Regions from separate parts of the Gossypium arboreum genome. Here region 1 is linked to region 2. The links are chromatin contacts, called in public Hi-C maps. All regions are on one chromosome and are shown on one strand. Each heading gives the region's core, a stretch centred on a gene start, on an enhancer-like site or on the middle of the called end of the contact. The rest is flanking DNA. Distances are from core to core; before and after follow the strand shown. Region 1 holds the start of LOC108482748 (malate dehydrogenase, cytoplasmic-like). Region 2 holds the start of LOC108452946.

Region 1 (5,708 bases), core at 1,914-4,413, 210 kb after region 2:
ATATTTTTCATTATTCATAAAAAGATTAAATTGCATAATTTATATATATTTGGGCTTCAATCCACTCTATTGTTTTGGATTTTTTCTTTAAATCCAGGGAAATGGGCCTTTGTGATCTTCATAGCCCCGATTCGGGCTCTATAAACCAAAATATAAAAACAACAAAAGGTAAAATACACCTAACATAATTAAACTATTAGTAAATTTACGTTTTAATCGCTCAATTTTAAAAAAAAATTATAAAATGATCATTAAATTATTCAAAAGTTTTCATTCAAGTTACTGAACAATTCAAAGTTTTTTATCTAAGTCACCAGGCTGTAAAATTTTTATTTAACAAAAAATTAGCTAATGAGACCCAAGTAACAATTTGACAATCGATATAGTTGATTAGTACTCAACGACGAGTAAAATATATATTAGGTCCAAGTCGATCTAACAGCCAGTGTCGGATATTGGAGAAAACTTTGGATTTTAATTTGTAGATACGTGACATTTAAAAACTATTTCAATTTTTTTTAAAGTTTAACTATAGAAGAGAGAGAAAGGAGAGTTTCCAATTGGTCCAAGTAGTGCGAATGAAGAAGGCTATACAACAATAATTTGAACAGCTTAGTGACTTCAATAAAACTTTCGGATAGTTCAGTGACCAAAATAATTTTTTGAAATTAAGTGATCAAAATATAAACTTACTAATAGTGTAGTGGCCTTGGATGTAGTTTACCCAATGGCAAAACATATATGTTTATCTATAATTTATTAAATAATCGATTTTCATTAATGGCCCTCACTAATTTAATTTAGCAAAAAGTATGCAGAATGACGTTAATACCAAAGGGTTTTTGTTGTTGTTGCCATTTTTATGAATAAAGGAATATTTTCAATGTAAATAAATAAACATAAATTATCCTAAAAAAGAAATGAAATGAGAAGAGAAGATCACTATCCTTCATTTATGTCTATTTATTATTGTTATAATTTAATTATTTTTCATGGAATTATTAATAATAAAAACATTCCCCTAAGAAAGACAATCAAATCGTTTATTTGATTCACTTGTTCTTTCATCAATTAAGACAAGAATAAGCCAATGTTTTCTCCTCCACAAGCTCTTTTGCTGTTGCATCCATCTTTTCTCTCGAGAAATCGTCTATCTTCAGCCCTGCCGGGATTAAATTATATCGAATTAATGTACAAAAATTAAATCTCAAATTACATAATAAATGAATCAAAATTGTAATTTAACCAAAAGAATATTACATATCAAACACAAATGTAAAAATTTAAACAAAAGTATCATGGAGGATTGCATTTTGCCCCTTCTACTTAAAAAATGAGTAAATTAGATGTTTAGATCAAAGAGTAAATTAATTATTTCTGTTAAAAATTTTATCTATTTTTACTATTATATGTATGTTAGAATGAGATACACATGGCACAATTTTTTAAGTAAAGGAATAAAATATATCCGGACTCCTAAAGCAGTGGAGTCCATAGTACTCAGAGGCGGATACAAGGGGAGGCTGGCAGTGGCCTTGGCCCCCCTTAAAATGGAAAATTTATATTTAGGCCCTTGGAATTTTTTTAAAATTTAAAATTAGTAAAAGTAAAATTATACTTTGTCCCCTCTAAAATTATAGAAATTTGATTTAATCCTTTAAAAATTATAAAGATATAAACTATAAAAAATTAAATTTTCATTCGGTTCCCCCTAAAAATTTGTTCTAGCTTTGCCGCTGATAGTACTTTTACCAAAAACTTACCCTGAGCAATTGACCATTGTCCTTTATCACATGTAACTGGGAATGAGTAGATAATGCCAGATTGAATTCCATATGATCCATCAGAATACACTCCCATGGACACCCATGTTCCCTACAATAATCACCCAATTATAACTCATACATACATAGATAGATACATACATACATACCTTGGGAGTCCCAAGAACCCAATCACGAATATGATCACAAGCAGCACTTGCGGCGGACAATGCACTCGATAGCTTGCGAGCTTTGATAATGGCGGCACCGCGTTGTTGCACCGTGGTAATGAACTCCGTGTTCAACCTATAAAAACGACGAAGGATTAGTTCAGTCACGAACGTATAGTGTCTCGAAATATAAATTCGGAATTTTACGTTACCAATTGTCGTCCGCTACGACACTTCTAACAGGCTTCTCTTCACTGTTTGTGGGCGTGACAGTGGCATGGTTCACATCCGGGTATTGAGTGGAGGAGTGGCTACCCCATATGATCACGTTCTTCACTTGACCGACATGGATCTTTAGCCTCTCGGAGAGTTGTCCAAGCGCTCTGTTATGGTCAAGTCGAGTGAGGCATGTGATGTTTTTCTCCGGGATTGACGGTGCAAATTCTTTCAAGATAAGGGCATTGGTGTTCGCTGGATTAGCGACCACCAACACCTTACAATCCGGTGCGGCTTGTTTCTCCAATGCCGAAGCTTGAGCCTTGTAAATCGATACGTTTTTCGACATCACGTCTTTCCTTTCCATACCTTCTTTTCGTGGGAATCCGCCAACCATCACGGCTATGTTCACACCTTTACAAGCGACCATGGCGTCGGTGGTAGCAACGACATCTTTGCGTAAAGCCAAAAAACCAAAACCGAGTTAAAAGAGAACGTTTGATCAACAAATGTGAACCATGATGTGCAAATTACACATACCGATGAGAAGAGGAAATGCAGCATCAACTAATTCCATTTTGACACCGTTTAAGGCCTCGGTGGCCGGTTCGATATCGAGCATATGAAGAATTATGGGTTGATCGGAGCCTAACATTACTCCCCTCGCAATCATAGGCACTAAAGCATACCCGATTTGGCCTGTTTTAACACAAAAGAACACCTATGAAACACAATACTAATTACTAAATAGTAAATAAAATATATTAACAGCACAATACGTACCAGCAGCACCAGTAACTAAAACTCTAACTGGTTCTTTCGCCATTGATGATGAATTGAGGGTCGAAAATGGCCGTAATGGAGGAAATATATGAGGGTGATGATGATTACATGATACAGAAGGTAAAACCCTTTTGTGTTGATTACAAGATGATCTTTATAGCCGGAGGATCCTCACAGTTAGTTTCGGTTTCAATTTGTGTTAGTTTGTAGAATAAATTAGGATAATTGAGAAACTGGCACTTGTTGATTTGACTTTTTCAAATTTATAAATGGATTATATTCTTCCATTTCAACTTTGAAGGAAGTTTTGGATTAGAAGAGTTTGGGTCCTAACAGGGGACTACTCAACAATTTGACAATTCGACTTGATGAACTCAAATTGAATTGAGTCCAGATTGAGATGAATACAGAGCGATTGGAACCTGAATTGATTTAAACACTTATTGATTTCTTTTTAAAAACTCAAATTTGAAATTTTGACTCGATTAAATCAAATTCGATCCTATTTGGTTTGATCATAAGAGTCTAAAACTCGAATTGTCCAATTGAAGCGAATCCGAATTGACTTAGAATATGAAGTGATCAGAACCCTTAATGATTTAACTTGAAAATCTTAAACCTGAAACTTCGATTAGACTCAAATTTGATGCGATCGAATTTTTTCATAAAATTCAACAAATCAAATCATCTAACCTTAATCTCGAATTGAATCAAATCCAAATTGACTTGAACATTTAATGATTAGACATTGAATTGATCTGGATCCTTAATGACCCGACTTGGAAAAATTCAAATTTGAATATTTGAATCAATCGATTCAAACTCAAATTCAATCTCATCCAATTTGATCATTAAAAAACTCAAACCACCTAACCTTAAACCCAAATTGAATCAAATTTGAATTAACTTGAACATAAAGTGATTAAAACTTGAACTGATTCGAACCTCTTAATGACCCAATTTGGAAATATCCGAATTTGAATATTCGAATCAATCAATTCAAACTCTAATTCAACCCCATCCTATTTGATCATTAAAAATCTCAAACCACCTGACTCTAAACCCAAATTGAATTGAATTTGAATTAACTTGAACGTGAAGTGATTAAAATTTGAACTGATTCGAACCATTAAAGACCCAATCCAAAAAAACCCAGAGTTTTAAACATAAAATTATTCTAAATCTAAAATTATCTAAAATTAAAATTTTCCCAAATCAAAATAAACTGAAATTTTAAAATAAAAATTCATGCTATATAGATACAAACTCGGATTGCTGTAATTAATATTTAGGAGAGATTAAATTACAAAATTTTTATTCATTTAAATGATTAAAAGACTTCAAATAAATAATTAATACTTGAAAGGGACTATTAATGATATTTTCCCATTTGATCAAAGGGTCAAGATCCCTAATATCCCCAGTTGGTCTCCAAATAATAAAATTAATTATATTTAAATTCAAGATAATAATAACTTTTTTCCTTTCAATCAAAATCATATTTATTTTTATAAATTTATTACATAAATAAATTTCTTTCTGTATTTACAACTTAGAGAGCAAAAAAATTAATCATTCTTGGCCCAAAAACCATGAAATCCAAGAGGGAAGTTCAAGTGCTTAGGGACTTCAAATCTTGCTACAACCCCATCACTTTCTCCAATTCTCTTTGGATCCAAAATCACCAAATAACATCTCTGTATTGAAACTGCATACTGCAAAAAAAAAAAAAAATACAACAACATAACATTATACATCATGCAAGAAAAAACCCCTGAAAAACACTGTCAGAACAGAACAAAAATGGGTCGGATTCTAACCTCGACGACAAGAATATACCCATCTTCTTCTTCAGTTCCTTTAGGGACAAAAATAGGTTCACCAATGAACCTACGAGCCCCTGCAGGCCATGTACTTACAGTTTTTGATGATAAATTTAGCTTCATTACCATATCAAATGGAAAATGAGGCAATGCTTGTCTTGTCCCTGAAGATGTTGCTGCATAAATGCATGTATTCTTTTTGCCCGAAAACTCCGGGTTGATGATCGGAAAATCCGATGGCTTGTTCCATTCATTCATGTTCTCCATTGAACATTCATGACAGCTGCCATTAGTGTCCAATTTTATTGTGACATGAACTAAGTGTGGTACTAAGGACTCGTTTTCGTGTTGTTTTACGTTCATAATCGATGGATCTAGTTGTCCGCTTTGCCAATTATATCCTGTTTCCATACCAAATTGTCTAAACTTGGAAAGCAGATTTCATATAAAGTAAATATATATATATATTGAACTTACCAAATAGTTTCTGGAAGTTGAACCATTGATAAGAACATGCACAAGCTTGGATTTGAATCAATGAATTACCATCAATATCCTTGATTTCAAAGGCATTGCCAACATGTAACAGCCATTTCCGAGACGGTGCTTCCACCGGTACCCTCCAATCTCGTTGTCCGGCTGACTTATCAGATGGAAACCGAGGAAGCAAGTAAATTGGAGACGTGGACTTACTCGGATTCACCGACAATGCCGAAATCATCGGCGATAACCCGCATACTGCTGTCATTGATCCTGCAGTACTTAAATTATACATGACACATTAAAAGCCTATAGCTTTTTAGGAAATTTTCAATAAAAGTATCATGAATATGCTTCTACTAAAAGATAGATTGCATTTGGTCTTTTTTATTCTTTGATGTAATGTATAAAGATTAATTTATTCACGTTTAACTTCTAATATAGATACCTCCACAATAATTTTACTGAAAATT
Region 2 (5,407 bases), core at 2,733-5,232:
TCCATATCAAGCATATTTGAACAATGGAAGGAAAATCTAAGAATGGTACTGAAGCGACAAAATACCTTTTCACAGAAGATTCCTTGAACCGTGCAAGCATTTGAACCATTGCATCAATGGTCAACTGACCAGAAAACATTTGATGGAAGTAAGAATTTGCTTCTGCCTCAATTTCATCTCCATATCCATCAGAGGGGGAAGAAACTGTTGTCCCACCATTTTGCAGCTTTGAAGTAGAATCCATAATTGTCGCATGCAACCTTTCCATTTCCTCAAGAAGCTGAGTAGAGGTTATGGAGCCACTATTAGCTTTAAGGATCTGCACAGGAAACATACAAAGGGAAAGCAGTTAGTGTCCAGATTAAAACATATTAAATGTTTGGATCACAAGAATAACCAGCTACTAGCAGCAGAACCTTGAAAAAAGTGGTACTAGCTTCCAAATAAAGATTTAAAACAGCAGTAGTATGATGGAAGGGTTTGGCAGAAAACTCTTGTGATCCACCAAATTGTATCTCCTTCAAGAACTTTAGGCACTCCTGAAAATTGGACCATGCATGTTAGCTAAAACATTCTTTTGACCAAATTAACTTCAGTAAAATAGGATACTGGAGGACTCTATTACCTCAAAGAAAACATCTTTATACATATTCAGATTACTACTCAACCACTTCTCAAAATCTATAACCTCATTCCTGGAAGCAAGGACTGCTAATCTGATGGCAGAAGGAAAAGGCATCATCTCCAACACTGATGATAGAATCTGCAACAATAACAAAAAGAGAAATTACTGAAATAGAAAACAGATATAACATGCAAATAGATCCTGAAGCAACTTTTTTTTCTAATCAATAAAATACAAAATCACAATCTAATGCAAAAGGAAAGAAACATCAAAGAAAATCCAAACTTACATTTAATTCTTGACAGATATCCAAAATTCTAATCATGCTGTCAGGCTCAGTATTCTGTACTTCTACAAATCCACGTAAGACAACTTTTGGGTTCACATGCCAAAGTTGAAGTATTGTACCAGCACCCACAGCATTTTTAATTATCATTAGAAAAACTGAAGAAGTCACATCATGCTGCAGGAGATTATAAGCCGTCTGCAAACAATAGATGCAAATTTATTACCCCCAAAAGTTAAATATGCAAAAAAGAAACATCATACGGCATTATCACATATGTTATATGGTGAACATGTACATTAACATGAGCCATCCCAATAAGCAGGATTTCAGGGCAGTGTTTTAAGGGATAATCGAGCATTGATCGAACAAAACTGGCGTGACCTCTTTCAGCTAGTTGACACAGCACATCTAAGAGGTCCAGACACAACCAGGCATGATTTCCATTTCCAATCTGAAGCTTATGTCCATGCACTGCCTCCGCGTAGGCCTGCAAGATCGATTATTATTCTTACAGCAATACTGTGACAAGAAGAAGAGAAGGAAAGACTAAATTTGCATAGCTCTTACCAGCTGCCTCACTGAATGGGCAAAGGTAAATACTTCTGGCGGTGCTGCTACAGCATATTTTAGAAAAGATAGCTGACCTTCAATATCCTTCCACACGGACCCACAGACAGCATGGAGAGGGAAGGGTTCCTGCACAAGGTCCACAGAAAAATTACACAGATGAAAAATAATGATTAAACAAAACTAAAGAAAAAGAACAAGGAACCAACTTCAGACACGTTAAATGAAATCAATAATACCTGGCACGAATGTTGATACACAGACATGAAGAAAGTGAATGCCGTCTCATTAGGAATGTAGAACCCCTCGTGATCCAGGTGTTCAATAACTTGAACCCAGTTGGTATTGGGTGCCTACAAATATAAAGAAAATAGATTTAATTTAGAATGAAAAAGACAACATGAAAGCAAAAAAAAATAGTATAACTTACGAGTTGCTTTATAGTTTTTATAAGAACATCAACATTCCATGAGCTCAATGGAGGCAAATCCAATGAATTCCCGCAACCAAGGGCCAGGCTAAATGTTGAAAATGCAATTTGGTTGTCCTCAAGACCAACATAGGTGCGGGTAATTGCACCAAGTATCCTAGATATAGTCACCTCAGTCAGAGGTAAATAAAGAGATAAAATCTCTTTGCAATGTGCAGCATCAGTGGTGCATCCATAACCTAGTTCCTTAATGATATCCCCCATGCTCATTTCCTTCTCCATTTCTGCTAAAAGAGCATCAAAATCATTCTCCTCAGATTCATCGAAGAAATCTATATTCCTGCAGAGAGAAGAAAGGGAATAAAAAATGAGTTATCACAACATGATGAAATTTTAAAAAAAAATAAACAGAACAACACAATAAAAAAGCTCTCAAGATTAACTGCTTGTTCAAATGAGAAAAGGAGCCTGAAGAAATTAGCACCTTAAGAAATTAGCCTCGCGCAATTCATCTGAAAGTATTGGAGTTAAAACAAACTGTGCAACATCTTTGGCTTGAACTAGAGATAACATCTGCATAAAGGAATCTACGTGCCTGGAAAAAGCACTGGAGCACTGGAGGAACATAACCATATTCTGAATTTGCATGGAAGAATCAGGACAGGCAGGATTAGACTGCAATTCCTCAATCTGAGCCATACAAAAATTCTTACCTAGAAAGGTGCAAAAGCTTCAATTTCATCATTCTGATCAACCATGTCAAAAAAAGAAAACAAAAATAAATCAAGAGTACATCCATTTAAGAAAACAACGCAACTTACCACACATTCTTGTCTCTGGATTTTCAGAATCAGATAAAGCAAGACCAACAGCAATTTTTTCAGACAGAGATAACTGCAGTGTTTTTGAGAAATTCTCCAGGAAATTCTCGCTGATATCCATACTTCTTAGGGACTGACAGAAGACAGTACAAAAGTTTGGCTTGTCCATAGCATGTCTAAAAATTGAGGCTACAACTTGTTCAGATTGCAAATTCTTTGAATCTGTTTTGTGAGAACTCAAGCAATCCAAACAGGTTTGCAGCACCAGAGTGTTTCCTTCGATTCCATATTCAATGAACTATCAAGAATCAACAGGCCAAATGTTATCCAGAATATTGCATTAAATAGAAAAGAATCACATAAAAGCCCCCATTTCAACCAGCTAGATATCACTTTTCACACCCCACCACAAGAACATATAGCTCTTCGTAAATTCACACTTCATTTCTAGATAAGCTGCGCAACTAGAAACTAGCTAACATGACTTGCTAGCCTAAGAGTACATCTTCTAGCTCATAAACTTTTAAATCTAAATTTACTTGTGAAACTCCGAATCAATTTACAAAATTATTAGCTACAAATTATATTGGCAACAGTCTAGGGATTTTTCTTCAAGAAAATCAACAGAAATCCTAACATCCACTACATTTCAGTAATACATATATATATGGATTCTTATGGCTCAAACAGCACCAAGCTAACTAATTGAGTAAAAAAAAGAGTTACAACGTGATCAAGCGAATTCTAGGGTTTTCTTTAAGTAACTCAATCTAATTCTATTAAATAAATACATTAAATCTAACGTCAAGTTTTGCATAATTCCAGGGTTTTCTTTAAGTGACCATACGAATCAATACAAATGTAACCTAAAAAACCATCGAATTGGCATTCGTAAGGAAAATTAGATAGCGAAAGACCAAAAATAAAAAACCTGGCAGAGTTCTCGAAAAACAGAATCAGCGTTGGCTTCGGTCAAGGACTGCAGCAAGAACCGAACGTGGCTTGAGAGTGTGGAGGAAAGCTCGAGCATGGTGAGTGAAGATAGATCGCGAGTGTTTTTCGATGGTAAAAGCTAGTGAGAAGATAAAAGGGGAATGGATTAGGGAAATGATAGGCTTTGAAGATTGGGGATATTGAGAGAACCGTCGAGAAAAAAAAAAGGTGAGCGCTGAACGTCTGAGAGAGTGTGTGTGTGTACGAAGAGTACAAATGATTTTGTGCAAAGTGACATGCGGGTCACGATTCTACAAGAAACTTTAAGAAACTAACAAATTTAGTCCCTGAACTTTGTTAACATTTCTCGATTGGATCTATGTACTTTTTTTTTGGACATATTCTCCTTGAACGTAGTAACCTTTTTCACTTTGGTCCTATCCCGATGTTCAATGTGAGTATGCACCAGCATAAGTCTAATTGTGAGGATTAAGGCCTATCCTGCAGTGCTTAAAAAAAGTACATCTTATTTCAAAAGTATTTTTAAAAAATGAGTTGTGCTAAATAAGTTGTTTTTTGTTAAAATTTTTAGTTTTTCTCTTCTAAAAGTATTTTTAGTGTTTAATTAATTTTTACCCTCAAATAACATAATACTTTTCCTCTTTTTTTGTGCTTAATTACAAATGTGTTAAAATCATTAATTAAAAATAAAAATATTTTTAAAATACTAATTACAAATATTTAATGGTTATATTTAAATATTTAAAATATAGTTTATATATTCTAAATAAATTTTATAAATAATTAATATTTATTGCTTAAAATTTTAAAATTTATATTTCATATATTAAAATATTAACAAGTTATAATATTTTTTATATTTTTACTAAAATATAATAATATTAACTAATTTAAATATTATTTAAATACATATTTGTTATTTGATAATAATATGTCTAAAATGGACATTTTATTTCTCAAAAATATTTTTGATAGCAATGCTAAACACTCAATTTTAAAATCAAACTTTTCAAAACACTTCTCAAAAGTACATTTTCATAACACTTTTCAAAAACATTGCCCAACTAACCTTAAGGGGATCCTAAGTCCCAATCAAAGCAACTCACAAGTAAAGCGATGGCCTCAAATATACTAAGCGAATTAAACTGCTACATGATACTTTGTTATTACGCTACTTCATTGTATACTTTATTTTTAAAATTATATACAAAATCTAAAAATTACAAAGTAATTATAAAAAAGCAAATGATTTTTAAAAAATAAGGTGATTATGTGCACAATATCTGAGTACCACATTATCGTACATTGTCAAAATTCAAGTTTAAAGATTAAATTGAAAAAAACTATCAAATTCTAACACTAATGCTAACCAAAAAACATTTTGTAGACCATTATAAAAAAATTACTAAATTTAAGGACTAAATATTACTTTCTATGAAGCAATGAAGCTTTTAAAAATGTTAGATGAAGCAATAAAGTAACATTTAGCCGCTAAACTAAACATTTTTTATTCATTGGTCCTTAAACTATTTTTCACCCATATTAGTCTTAGAATTTTGCAGTTTTTTTTTTCAATTTGATCCACAAATTTGAATTCTATTAAAATATGATGACATTGTACTATGAAATTGTGACACATCATCATTTGAAATTATTTTTTAAAATTCTTTACAATTTTTTTGGTATTTTTTAGATTTCATTTAAATTTCTTAAAAGTTTTA

The links. Hi-C and Micro-C count contacts between places; a contact is called where the count stands out from the background.
Region 1: a Hi-C map of leaf shows a contact between it and region 2, with 3 times the contacts expected there. The contact joins the promoter of LOC108482748 here to the promoter of LOC108452946 in region 2. A contact is called at or near these places in 3 of 5 Hi-C or Micro-C datasets (all in leaf).

Annotation. Positions count from the first base shown.
Region 1 is chr12:86,362,827-86,368,534 of ASM2569848v2, forward strand. LOC108482748 (malate dehydrogenase, cytoplasmic-like) reads right to left here and starts at 3,164. Exons shown (of 6, transcript XM_017785865.2): 1 at 2,933-3,164; 2 at 2,690-2,848; 3 at 2,146-2,602; 4 at 1,934-2,069; 5 at 1,764-1,875; 6 at 968-1,162. The coding sequence starts at 2,975. The coding sequence ends at 1,068. LOC108482766 (carotenoid cleavage dioxygenase 7, chloroplastic) reads right to left here. Exons shown (of 6, transcript XM_017785878.2): 4 at 5,233-5,508; 5 at 4,753-5,156; 6 at 4,409-4,647. The coding sequence ends at 4,501.
Region 2 is chr12:86,155,405-86,160,811 of ASM2569848v2, forward strand. LOC108452946 reads right to left here and starts at 3,983. Exons shown (of 51, transcript XM_017750763.2): 1 at 3,664-3,983; 2 at 2,733-3,030; 3 at 2,396-2,624; 4 at 1,912-2,251; 5 at 1,721-1,834; 6 at 1,482-1,610; 7 at 1,210-1,401; 8 at 915-1,109; 9 at 626-763; 10 at 417-539; 11 at 66-319. The coding sequence starts at 3,762.